Regions from separate parts of the Hordeum vulgare genome. Here region 2 is linked to region 1. Evidence: chromatin contacts called from public Hi-C data. All regions are on one chromosome and are shown on one strand. Each heading gives the region's core, a stretch centred on a gene start, on an enhancer-like site or on the middle of the called end of the contact. The rest is flanking DNA. Distances are from core to core; before and after follow the strand shown. Region 1 holds the start of LOC123452058 (S-type anion channel SLAH2-like). Region 2 has its middle 13 kb from the start of LOC123452069.

Region 1 (6,967 bases), core at 20-2,519:
ATCTAGTAGAGCACCACTGGCAGTTGGATGGGCGGCGTATAGGCCCATGATGTATCTTTGTTTTACTTTTCTATGTCCTATTTGATTCGAACAATTGTTGTAATTTGCTCAAACATTGTTTTATGTTGTAATTTGCTCAAACATTGTTGGAATAATTTGAATGATTATTTTTTTATTCGGTGGTGTAATAATAACTAGAATGATTATTGTTTTATGTCAAATGTGATTGAATTTGTGATATGTCATATGATGAAATGTGATGAAATGTGTGATATATGAAATGACAGTTTTAAGGTTTGGGGTTGGGGCAAAGACTAGAACCCTCAAACCCAACCCTTATAACGGAATATTCCGTTATAAGGGTTGGGTTTGAGGGTTCTAGTCTTTGCCGCTGTTTCTCAACCCTTAAAAGTGTCAGAAATAGGCAATTCTCAACCCTTAAAACTGATTTTACATTTAAGGATTTGAGTGTTCTACTAGAGATGCTCTTAGATAGATGGCCAGGTTTGTGGCCTACGATTGCGGTGGTGGGAAGGTTGAGTGTGGATTCAGTTATAGAAGGTTACAGGTACTAGTAATATTATTGTCCCAAGAATGCTAGCCTACGGATTTCTTTTACAGGAGGTTATGGACTGATACGTTTATTCAAATCTTTCCCTGATTTTTAGGATGGAGCCGGCCTCATCTAAGTATCAATCAAAACAATCCACCTCAGCTTTGCCTGTAAAAATCCTGTAAAACGTCCGTTCTTGTAGCAAAGCTCTTATTGTCCACCAACCCATGCAGGCGACCTCGACTTGGACAGATGGTGTGAATTGTGACGGAGAGCCAGGTCGCATGCATGCACGCACGCACAAGAATTTGGTCTCGACCGTCGGGGACGTGGTAAAGACGACGATGACGGACGTATAGTCTCTTTGACATGGACACGGGCACGACGTCGACGAATCCGGCGCGACCGCTGGCTGCCGATCGAGTGCATGCTGACGGTTACGCGCTGTAGCTTTTGCGAAGGAGGTGCGGTGCGGCCTGTGCGGTGATGCGTGGAACCTTCCTTCCTGTGTTCTCTTCTCCTCCACGTGCATCCCCACCCTGTGCCGGCGCCGCTGACCTGACCACACCCCGGCGCGCCACTACCACCGGTCGGTCGGTCGATCCATCAGCTGGCTAGCCAGCGCCGCGCGTGCGTCCTCCACTCGGGCCATGTGTGTGTGTGTATAAATAACCTGGCCACGCCCACGATGCGAGGCACATACATTCACCCGCCAGTCACCAGTCACCACCAACTCAAACGCGTCTTCAGGAGCTTTGCTGGCTTCAGCGGTGGAGACAAAGTAACAGTGAGAGTTGCTGCCATGGTGTCCAGTGAGGTCAGAATCCAGATAGCGGGGGAGCTGCACGGCCAGCCGGGATGTGCTCCGTCCCCGGAGCCGCCTCTCCTTCGCGTCCCGTCGCGGGCCGCCGGCGCTTCTTCCATGGAAGCTGCTGATCATGCCGTCGTTTCCGGTGGCAGGACCACCAAGGAAGCGGCCGCGGCTGCTTACGCTGAGACGCCGAGCTCTGTCTTGATCAGCGTCCCGGGCTCGCCGTCGGGGCTCCACCTCGCGCAGCTCGGCAAGCCGCCGTTCGTCCGCGCCAACAAGGCCGACGTGGGCTCCCCTGCCGTGCCGCCGAGCGAGCCGAAGGTCGAGCGGGTTCACCACCCGGCCGTGCCGCAGCTGCTGAAGCAGGCCCGGCACCACTCGCAGCCGTCCTTAGTGGTCAGAGTCGGCGGCGAAGTGCCGGCGGTGCCGCGGAGCGACAGCATGCGGGAGCGAGACCGGCGGTTTGACCAGTTTAAGACGTTCTCTGGCCGCCTTGAGAGGCAGCTCTCCAGCCTCCGCGGGGTGCCACAGGACACCGGCGTCGAGAAAGGTGCGGCGTCAAAGATCTCAGAGGTAGATACCGACGAGGACGATCAAGTGCCCACCGCCGACCGCTACTTCGCCGCGCTCGAAGGCCCCGAGCTCGAGACCCTTCGTGTACGTACCACATCACCGCACTCTCAGCTTCCCTTAACAAAACCATCGCTGTCACTAACGATGGCGTGAACGTGTGTAGTCGACAGAAATGGCGGTGCTACCCAAGGACGAGCTATGGCCGTTCCTGCTCCGGTTCCCGATCAGCGCCTTTGGGATGTGCCTCGGCGTGAGCAGTCAGGCCATGTTGTGGAAGACCCTCGGGTCGGAGCCATCCACGGCGTTCCTTCACGTGCACCCGGCCGCCAACCACGTCCTCTGGTGGGTCTCCGTAGCTCTCATGGTGGTTGTCTCCATCACCTACCTCCTAAAGGTCGTCTTCTACTTCGAGGCTGTCCGCCGCGAGTTCCACCACCCCGTGCGCGTCAACTTCTTCTTCGCACCTTGGATTGCCTGCCTCTTCCTTGTCAAGGGCGTGCCGCATCCGGTATGGGAGATCCACCACGCCGTATGGTACCTGCTCATGGCGCCCATCCTATGCCTCGACCTCAAGATCTATGGCCAGTGGATGTCTAGCGGCGAGCGGCGCCTCTCTAAGGTGGCCAACCCTTCCAACCACCTCGCGGTGGTCGGAAACTTCGTCGGCGCGTTGCTCGGCGCTAGGATGGGCCTCCGGGAGCTGCCAATCTTCTTCTTCGCCGTCGGGTTGGCACACTACGCCGTGCTTTTCGTCACTCTCTATCAGCGGCTCCCCACCAACGTGCAACTCCCCAAGGAGCTCCACCCGGTCTTCTTCTTATTCGTTGCTGCCCCGAGTGTTGCCTCCATGGCGTGGTCGAGGATCTCCGGTGAGTTCAGCGATGGCGCTAAGCTCCTTTACTTTGTCTCGCTCTTCCTTTACGTGTCGCTAGTGGTGCGTGTCAACCTCTTCCGGGGGTTCAAGTTCTCACTGGCATGGTGGGCGTACACATTCCCGATGACTAGCGTGGCCCTAGCGACTGTGTTGTATGCATCAAAGGTTGACAACGTGTTGACGCGGGCTATGGCTGTGGGGCTATCGGGGATCGCCGTCGTCACGGTCACCGCTGTGCTTGCAACCACCGTTTACCATGCCTTCGTGCGCGGCGACCTCTTCCCCAACGATGTGTCGATCGCCATCACCAGGCGAAGACCCAAGTTCAGCAAGATCCTCGCACACCTTCGATCATCTAGCTCTGACGCTAAGGAGCTCGTTCTCTCCATTCCAAATTCCAGTTCCAATTCCAATTCCAAGCAGGGCGTCTACTCCGACAATTCCAGGACGAGCAGCTGTGCTGGCGAGTCTCCGGTGGCACACGGGCCTGGACGATCAGAGTGTTAGAAGACTGGTGCACAACATGGTGCATGCACGCACGCCTAGCTTATGTTGATTAGTAGAACTTGTAATAGATTTCTCTATGTTTTTTCTTCATTCGTTTTTGTCTTTATGAACTTCCTGGACGTAGTTGCGGATTAGGAGTGATATCCTTGAGCAATTTAAATTGCCATGATAGTGATATAATTGCCGGAATTAACGGCCGAGCCTGTAAATTTGGTGGTCATACTCTTGTTGAACGAAATGAAGTTATTAAATTTCTTAGACTATATTCTCATCTCCAAGTACCTTCATATAACTGAAATATGGAAGAATATATCATCAAAGGTGTATCAATAAGAATGGATGCCCTGGTGTGTTGCATTTTAGATGTGAGATTTTAAGAAATTAAAGACAGAAGCTAATTTGCAAAATAATTTTGTGTGTGTGACGTGACATGACATTACCTCATTGCTCAAAACTAAGGTTACCGTTGATGGTGGCACCCTCAGACTTACCTTTGCTTAAAAAAACATACCAAAAAGGCTTTCATCCCGCTTTATATGTAAAAGAACAACCAACTTAAAACCAGTGATACAACATATTACACGCACCCAAAGCAATATATATGGTGCTAAGAACCAGCCAACATGCCCAAAATAACTCAAAGTAAACAGCAGACATACACTAGGGCCTCACTATGAAGTGGAGGGACGACTCAACCGGGACACAAGCCATCAAGAAGAGACTAAGCTGCAAGACCTTGATCTATGAGCCCCAAGGCGGTATCTTCAAGAAGGATTCATCATTGGAGTGCCGCCACTACCCAATCCAAAGGATCAAGATTTTCATCCACGGCATCTTGGAGGACACGAAGCAACCACAATGGAGCCTTCAAGAAGATGACGCGACATCCACGGGCGACGCCTCTGTTGTTCTCGACATGCCAGGCAGGGCTTTCACCCAGGTAAGCACACATCATCTCCAATCAGGTTGCGGCCAGTCCTGTGGATGGATGCCGCGTCCCAGCCATCGATCAACAAGCACAACAACCACCAAGAAATCTTCGCGCCACGTGAAATCGACGTGTCACCGCTCCCTGCATCGATGCAGACCAAACTGGGGAAGTGTGTTGCCCTATTGCCGCCGACGCTGGTCGGACTTCCCTGCTCGCTTGCAGCATCATGGGTGAGGGGAGGGGGCGAATCCGACAGCTAGCCACCGACCCCATCACTCGCGGGAGTGGACGGGGCGAGTCCGACAGCTAGCCACACACCCCATCGCTCACGGGAGGGGAGGGAAGGGAGCGAGTCCGGCCGCTAGCCATCCACCCCATCACTCACGGTAGGGGAGGGAAGGGAGCGGACGGATATATTCACTCCCCCTGGTCCGTTGTATGGAAGGGCACGAGCAGGAGCACGTGGGTGCATGCACTTGTGTTGTCGGAGATTGGGTTGGACCAAAAGGTTGTAGCTCGCGAGCTTAATGAGGATACTACAGCCCGGCTTGTTAAGCTCCTCGCTTTCTAATGAACAGAGCCAATCATTGATTTCAACTCGTTAATCTTAACGAGCTAACGAGTTTGATGAGTAGCTTGTTAGGCTTGTTAGTCCATCACAACACATATTTTCTTCTGCGTTAGAACATTTCGTAGCATCTGAGCTCATCTAATTAGTATAATTGACCAAATGTAATACATATAAGGTTGTAAACTAGTGCTCCTAATCCTGTTGTCACCATCTTATTTTGTAAAAACCACACCTACACTCTCTCTCTCTCTCTGTAGATTTGAACACACCATAGTATGTTAACAAGCACTCGTGAGCACTCAGCAGCATAACAAGCTTCAACACAAACAAAGTTCTATGCTTGTTAAGCTTAAGAAGCCGAGCCTTAATTATCAAGCGGGAGCGAGCTTAACGAGCCAAGCAGCTCATTAGGCTGCTCATAATGGGGAGTAACTAGGAGTAGTAACATAATGTTGTTACTACTCTATGTTACTACCTCCATAGTGGGGAGTAACATACATGTGGTGTCATGCAAACTAGCATTTATTAGGTTATAGACACATAATGCATTGAAATATGTGATGTGATGGTAACTAGCTATGTTACTACCACCATCTCTCTCCGCATTAATTACTTGCCACGTCAGATTTTTTACCTACGTGGCGTTGATGTTACTACTTAGTTACTTCCCACTATGGCTAGTCTTAATCCGTCACGGAAACTCACCATCACTAATCTACAGTCCACACGAACGTGATCGCACGACCATGTATGTATTATGTACTACACTACTCTACAGTCCATACATGATACATCCGTGTGACTCGCATGCCCGTGTACGTACTATGTACTGTACATAGGATCGGTACGATTCTCCGGATGCGCAAGTATTTTCTTCGTCCGGTAATAAGTGTACTTTTTTTTTCTGTCAGTTAAACAAGTTAAACTTTGACTAACTTTATTGAGAAAAAATGCTAGCATTTATGACATTAAATAAGTATCAATAGATTTGTTTTTACATGAAGTTGTCAAATATATCATTTGCATGCGATATATGTTGCTATTTTTTTTAAATTGATCAAATTTTAAAAAAAATGACTAAGTATAAATCTATATGTACACTTATTTATGAACGGACGGAGTACGAAAGATGGCCAAAAGTCTCTCGTCGATGAAGTCCGAGTCATTCACGGCATGATGTCTCTCTACCCTACATATATGAAGAAAAAGCACCAAAAGTTAGGGGAAAGGGAGAAAGATGCACTGAAAACGCACAAACATTCGGTCGTAAGAGGCCGGCCGTGCACGTAGGCACGAAACCGCATGGAATTAGCCGGCGAAGCATTCAACAAGTCACCGGCCAGACCCCCAGCTTGCGTGCATTCGGCAAGGCAAGAATTATAATTAATAATTATTTTCGAGAATGGAAATTATAGCTGTTTCGAAAAATGATAATTAATTGTACTATATATAAATTGGCTCGTGTGGAGATAAAAGTAGCCGCCTCTCTTTCAAAGCTTGATTGTATTTTTTTAATACCGTCAATTCAATTCCGGCGTGCTGCTGGCTTTTCTAGAAACACCAAATTAAGACCAGGAGATGGTGTGCATTCACACATGCATGCTTGTATAACCAGCTCCAGCAATACGTTTAGCTTTTCCTGATGAGTACAGCACTGTGCTTTCACTCGTACAGCACGTTTCATAGCTTCACTGACCGTGGTCAATCGTTGAACAGTGCCTCTGTTGAGAAGCTTTGTAAGTCCATATGCATGGGCAGTGAAGGCCCCAAACAAGATGAAAAAATTGTTCTATGGAGACTTGCTTATGACCGTTTACCTTCCGGGGTTCAATTACGGCGTCTGAGGCCTGTTGTTTTGTGGAAGAACGGAATCCATTGAACACTCGTTGATATTATGTCCATTTGCTCGCGCCGTCTGGGACGAAATCAAGAGCTCCTTCAACTTGTGTTTGAGACGATCTAATTTCTATTCACCCGAGCAGTAGCTATTCGATTTTCTCTCGCGTGTCAACAATTGTGAAGGCACAGCATGGCTGTCACCGTGTGTCATATTTGGGAAGCACGAAATTATGCAAGAAATATTAGTGAGGCTCATGGGGATTAAAGCTTATGTTTATCTCATCTTTTTTTCATCTTTACAAATCTGC
Region 2 (6,966 bases), core at 404-2,903, 53 kb after region 1:
TGACTGCGTGTGTACACGTGCGCAGGTCCCACTTCATATTGTTCATCATTAGAATCGATCAAGGACAAGTTGAAGTCTGGGACCCGTTAACCTGGGACGCTGACACATGGAAGAGCGCGCGTCAGATGCTTCAAAGGTATATATATATCGGCCTCTTTCGTTCATCGGCCTCTTTTTCGTTCATTTCCTGATATCAAGTAAGTAATAATTAACTCTTGTATTCATTTTTCTTTGTCGGCCAGGGTTTGACAAATGTTCATCAAGGAAGAACCCGGTACATGGGCAGACAAGCACCACTTTCAGATTAACAAAGTAAGTAGTACTACGTACCCTGCTTTCAATACCATTACCATTCTCTTGATTATTATTAATTTGACTGAATTATGTTCTCGTATATAGGACGTCCCGCAACAACCACCGGGCACTGATTATTGTGGACACTACGTTTGCGAGTACATTCACAGGATTATCAATGAGAAATCCCGTACTTCCAGAAATCTAGAGGTACGTAACCGGATCTTCACAACTTTATTTATGTTGCCATCAATTATGTTTAGTTTTGTTCATAACTTAATTGTTTTCATCTACTTCTTTTAAAGCTGCGACGAAAGCGGGCGATGCTCAGACCAATCCAACGTTGAAAGGCTGTTGCAGAGGAATTGGCAGGATTTTTCCTCACGCAAGTCATAGATGAAGGCGGAGAATTTTTCCATCCTATGAACCAATAGCCAGCTCCCTTCTCTATGCAAGTATGCAGCTATAGGAAACGAACTTCAAATTATGTAATGATAATCGGTCGAGTACTTCGTGTTACATGTATATATGTACTTTTATTTGGTGCATCAACATTTAACCGCAAACACGGAATCGGAAACACTTAACCGCAAACACGGAATCGGTGTTTCCGGATACGTGTTTCCGATTACGTGTTCGTAAAAAACGGAACACGGACACACGGAATCGGAAACACGGAATTGGAAATACGGAATCGGAAAGACGTAAACGGAAATACGGAACCGGAAACACGTAAACGGAAACCCTGAAAATACGGAACACGGAAACACCGAAATACGGAATCGGAAACCCTGAAAAGAAAAGGAAAAAAAAAAGCATTAGGACTGGTTGGTGTTACCAACCGGTTCTAAAGGTCCTCCGCCTGCGCGCACTCTTCGGCACCCACGTGGAGACCTTTAGCACCGGTTTGTAAGAGACCGGTGCTAAGGGGGGGGGGGAGCCTTTAGTCCCGGATACGTAGCATCGGATGTGTATCCGGGTCCAAAGGCCCTTACCAATCGGTTCTAATACCCCTTTCTCCACTAGTGTTTCCTCTTCTCTCTTTTGCAAGCAACATAAATATATTATTTTTAATCTTACAATCCATCTACGTCATCTTATGATACTTGCTCTTACGAGTTGGCAACACAACATATGCACTCCGAGACCGATCTTTTGTTCTAGCACGTCAACAGAGGCAGCGGCACAACACTTTGACAGAACTGCAGTGCAGTGCCGTCCGGTGCACACCCTCGTAGCACGCACCACGGTGCAAATAGATAGATTCCTCCATGCCTTCTTGCCAAAGCATCAGTTTCCAAGTACGCAAAAGTGTGTACCTTCGATTCCTTTTTAGAAAGGAATCAAGCAGTGAGTGTAACCATCACAGTTAGGTGCGTACGGCCAAAGGTAGTAATTAGGGTTAGTTCTAGGCCAGGTTCACAGGCACATACGGGGAACAGTTTAGTATTCCTGGTGACACCATATAGCTACTGGTTAACCGTTTTTTAGGTGATAGCTAGCTTCTAGCTAAGTCGTTTCTAGTAGTAGAAAATAAATAAATAATAGGTAGAGTAGCTATCAAAGGCAACTTACTAAGGTTGATTGGGAAAACTAACTCTCTTCTTGCCAAGCAACTTTCTTTGCTTTTTGGTCTCCCTTACCTTACCAGTTTTGTTTTCAGGAAACACAATACAAACGTAGATGCTCACAAATGAAGGCTGTTCCTTCTTGTAGTAAACAAAAAAGATTTGGCTTATTCTTTCTATGACAGACATCCACCAACCAAAGTACCGACACTTTTGGTTTTGCATGGGCTGATCAAAATTTGTTAGCAGAAAGGGGTGTAGACCCATTAGGCTGAACGGGGCAAGTTGAAGCCGAAAACAAGGTCACAAAATATCGGTTGCTTGAGCCGATAGAATTTTGCCAGCAAAAAGGTGTGTATGCACATTTGACTGAATGAGGTAACCTGAAGCCACAAAACAAGGTCACGGATTTTTGATTGCTTTAGCCGATCAACTTTTGCTAGAAGAAAGAGGTGTAGACCCATTAGACCGAACGAGGTAAGCTGAAACCGCAAAACAAAGTCACGAAATAAATATAGGTTGTTTGATCAGTCGATCAACTTTTGATAGCAGGAAGGGGTTTAGATTGATTAGAATGAATGGGGTAAGTTGAAGCCACAAAAAGAGTGATCGAATTTTGCTAGCAGAAAGGGGTTAAGTTGTAGCCGCAGAACAAGGTCAGGAAATATCGATTGCTTGAGCCGATCAAAATTTGCTGGCAGAAAGGGGTGTGGTCCCGGCCCATTTGATTAAATGTGGTAAGTTGCAGCCGCAAAACAAGGTGAGGAAATATCGGTTACTTGAGTCGATCAAATTTTGCTACATAAAGTGGTGTAGACCCATTAGACTGAATGAGATAAGTTGAAGCCGCACAACAAAGTCACGAAATATTGGTTGTATGAGTCGTGAAAGTTCTATAGCAGAAAGGGGTGTAGATCCATTAGACTGAATGAGGTAAGCTCAAGTTGTAAAAGGGATCATGAAATATCAGTTGCTTGAGCCAATCAAATTTTGCTAGCAGAAAAGGAGTGTAGACTCGTTAGACCGAATGAGGTAAGATGACTCCTCAAACCAAGGTCATGAAATATCGGTTGCTTGAGTCGATCAAATTTTGCTAGCAAAAAAGGGGGCAGATCCATTAGACTGGATGAGGTATGTTGAAGCCGCATAACAAGTTCAGGAAGCATATGTTACAATGCAAGTAGATGGAGTCAATAAAGGATCAGTTAAGCATCGTCCCCGATCGGCTAAGGAACGCCGCGTCCTATGCCAAAATCAAAGCGCTGGCTAGCAGCCGTCGTCCCAGTTAGAGCAAGTACAATAAACTACAATCAGCAGGATGTAAGAATTAAAATATTATATTTTTGCTGAGTTGGATGAGAGAGAAGAGGAGAGAGAAGGAAAGCGGGCTCTTCGTGAAGAGTCAGCTCTAGCACGTGCTCTTAGGTGCTTTGTGAGAATGAAAGATGGGTCATATATGATAAAAGTGGTACTCTTTTATAGCTACTTATTGTACAAGCTAGCTATAAGATGAGTTATAAAATGTCTTATAACCAGCAGTTGGCTATACTATTAAGAGCAAGTACAATAAGGTACAGTCAGCAGGCTGTAAGAATTAAAATACTATATTTTTGCTGAGTTGGATGAGAGAGAAGAGGAGAGAGAAAGGAAGCGGCCTCTTCGTGAAGAGCCAGCTCTAGCACGTGCTCCTAGGTGCTTTGTGAGAATGAAAGCTGGGCCATATATGATAATAGTAGTACTCTTTTATAATTAACTATTGTACAAGCTAGCTGTAAGATGAGCTATAAGATGGCTTATAACCAGCAGTTGGCTATACTATTAACCATGCTCTAACCATGCTCTTAGGTGGGCAGAGCAGCCGTGTCCTTCTTGTCATCCCCCATTTTTTTGGATTAGATTTAGAATTTACTAGCCAGAGATTACGATTTTACACTTAGTGCCTAGGTACTGCCTAATTTTCAGCGACCGTCCTCCAAGATAGTTAAGTTGGAGTATTAGTTAATTTTATCCAATGCTGTCTTCGTTCCTAAATATAAGTCTTTCTAGAGATTTTATCATAAACTACATATGGTGTAAAATAAGTGAATTCATCCTCTAAAATATGTCTATATACATTTGTACGTAATTCATAGTGAAATCTCTAAAAAGATTTATATTTATGAGCGGAGGGAGTAGATTAGAATGAATGGACGGTTCTACTAGTTTCAAGGAACAGTAAAAGCATCTCCAACAGCAGCACAAAAATATCGGGCCTAATAAAAAAAAATTAACGCGTCATTATAGCAATTTTAAAGCGCGGGACCGGAGTATCTCCAACAGACGCGCGCTAGTAGGACGCCCAATCCAGCCCAATCTAGCGACCCCATCGGCAGCAGCACAGAGTTTGCTGCGCGCGCAAGCCGGCGCACCAAATATGATGCGCGCGATAGCGTTTTTTAGCATGCACCCAAATTTTTTTAACGCGCCCACTGTTTTCAGCGTTTGTTGGAGTTGTCCGACGCCCAAATAACGAATCTTTTAATGCGCGGAGCATTTTTTGAATGAGGTATGTTGAAGACGCATAACAAGGTCAGGGAGCATATATTACAATGCCAGTAGATGGAGTCCATCAAAATAGCGACCAGTGTACAACTCGATTGCATAATGTACCGATCAAAGGAAATGCTGTGAAGGCCATGGACGGAGGAGAACTCTACTTATGATCGTTAATACTAGTTACAGTTCCTTCATAATATATTTGTACCATTAATCATATAATACAATTCACTAGGAGTATAGCATGTCAGTTTATTTTTCATTAAGACCGTGTGGTACACTTGAGCACGAGCATACGCAACATCCCCACCACCCACCACCCACCACGCACACCAACTTTAGTCAACTGTAGTACATGAACAATCAAAAGCTTCCATTATCTTGAAAAAACTAATATGTACCTATAATTCTCTAATAAATATGATTATAGTTTTCTTTTCCAAACGTTTTATTCGTTTGAGCACGAGCTGGGCCACATTTCTTTGCATCAATCTTATCAGTCATACTCCTAGTGTTACTACTATTAGTATAGTCAAATTAATACAGCTATACTATTATTCAAGTGTAAAACAGACTCAGCAAAAATAATCTATCCACCACTTGCCGGCTCAGCACAGGAGAGCACAACACACGAGATATGTTCGTTCGATCCATCACATCATCTGTCAAAGTCGAGGTCACACACAAGAACTTCATGAATGCAAAGAAATGTGACATAACAAGCATTCGTGAACTTTAAAACATGTTAGCTCATTTCTAAAAAATGTTACTGCTTTCTCTTTCTGCACAAATTCAATTTCCTTTTGTGTTCTTAAAAAAAATTGGAATTTTGAAATTATTTTATCATTTCCTAAAAACTGTCCGTTATTTAAAAAAATCATATTTGAAAAAAATGTCCGGAAATCCAACAATTTTTCACATGGTATGAATAATGATTCGGATATTAAAAAACTGTGACACATTTTCAAGTAATCATTTTGCCATTTTGTAAATTATTTGTGTTTTGGAAAACACCGAAGTGTTGAACTCCGAAAACATTTTATCGGGGAAAACAAATATTGAAAACATAAATAATTTTGGAAATATCCGCACATTTTAGAAAGTATGATCACTTTTTGAAAATTCTGTATACATTAAAAAATGACTACCTTTTAAAAAACAATCAATTTTGAAAAAACAAGCAGTTTTTTAAACCGGAACAAAAAAATTAAAGTGCAAACAAAAAAATAATGGGAACAAAATGAGAAACCTGAACAAATGTGCAAAGAAATGTCTGTGACATCTAAAAACTATTACGAGTTTAGAAAAATATATGTGGCACTTAGAAAATGTATGCAAAATGTATATAATATTCGTGTGATTTAAAAAAATGTTTCATCCATTCAAAAAAGTGTAACATTTCAAGAATGTTCACAAGTTTCAAAAAATGTGCTTGTGACATTTTCAGAAAGAAGTGTATGCAATGTAAAAAAAGTTTGTGTGATGTAAGAAATGTGACATACCCTTAACACAATATACGTGACATGCATTTGGAATTTTTTTATAGAATTTTAAAAACGTGTAACAAGGTAAAACATGTTCATGTGGTTTTATAAAATGTTTATTATTGTAAAAAATGTAAAACATGTATTTGGAAAAATATTACCGTGTGAAAGAAACAATACGACGAAGGAAAACAATATTAAGATAATCAAGAAAGAAACAAAAGAAACCAAAAGTATAACAAAGAAAGAAAAAACAGATAAAACAAGTGAAAAAACAAAGTATAATGAATGGAAAAAAAAAACCAGCACGAGAGTCTGCGCAATGGGCCGGCTCAATTTGTAAATACCGGCTAAATCCTTAAAATAGATTGGGATCATAAAATTTGATGTGCTGATTTCAGGGATTGAGAGTTTAAGATTTAATTAAACTTTCGTCTATAAATTCAAGGTTTGTAAGTAGTCAGGCCATGTTGTCGAAGACCCTCTGGTCGGAGCCTCCACCAAGTTCTTTCACGTGCTCCTGGCTGCCAACCACGTCCTCTGTGTTGAAACAACCCAGGAGGAGTAGGAAGACTCACGTACACAATCTTAAGGAAGAAGATACGGGGACTTTGCCCGTTAAAAAAAAAGATACAGGCACTTTGGCACATGCGCGTAGTGCCTTTTCTTTTCTATTTTTTTTCTTCTCGCACACTGAAATGAATTACATGTATAGGCTTAAATAGCCAGACTCACATGAGTGTGAAGTTTTGGTGCTCGGGCACCTTGGTGCTCTTTTGTTGAAAAAATGGAAAAACATATTTAAAAGGTTCAAAAAAATTCAAAAACAATTCTGTAGAAACTTCTATGTATTCATTACGAATTAGTGAAATTTCATTTTGAAAAAGTACAATTTGGAAGTTATACAAAAATAACAAATTTTTGACCCAATAACAAAAAAAAACTCATTTAAAAATATATATTTATCATTTTTTTGTATGCCACGTGTGAAAGTAAAATCATTTAAAATTTTACGGATACATAACATACGTGTTTGTGTGTGTCTATGAAAAGTTTCAGTTTTTTTACGTTGTAGAAATATGGTT

What was found. A called contact is a pair of places that touch in the nucleus more often than the background predicts.
Region 2: a Hi-C map of leaf shows a contact between it and region 1, with 3 times the contacts expected there. The contact joins the enhancer-like site here to the promoter of LOC123452058 in region 1. A contact is called at or near these places in 2 of 6 Hi-C or Micro-C datasets (both in leaf).

What each region holds. Positions count from the first base shown.
Region 1 is chr1H:509,939,483-509,946,449 of MorexV3_pseudomolecules_assembly, forward strand. It overlaps LOC123452058 (S-type anion channel SLAH2-like), which reads left to right and starts at 1,270. Exons shown (of 2, transcript XM_045128636.1): 1 at 1,270-2,021; 2 at 2,101-3,576. The coding sequence starts at 1,356. The coding sequence ends at 3,318.
Region 2 is chr1H:509,992,443-509,999,408 of MorexV3_pseudomolecules_assembly, forward strand. It overlaps the pseudogene LOC123402831. Among protein-coding and RNA genes, the nearest start is that of LOC123452069, 13 kb to the right of the region's middle. Within about 2 kb of position 1,654, at least 1 of the 3 cell types and tissues checked has open chromatin away from gene starts, as enhancers often do. A contact at or near this core is called in leaf, where this site is marked.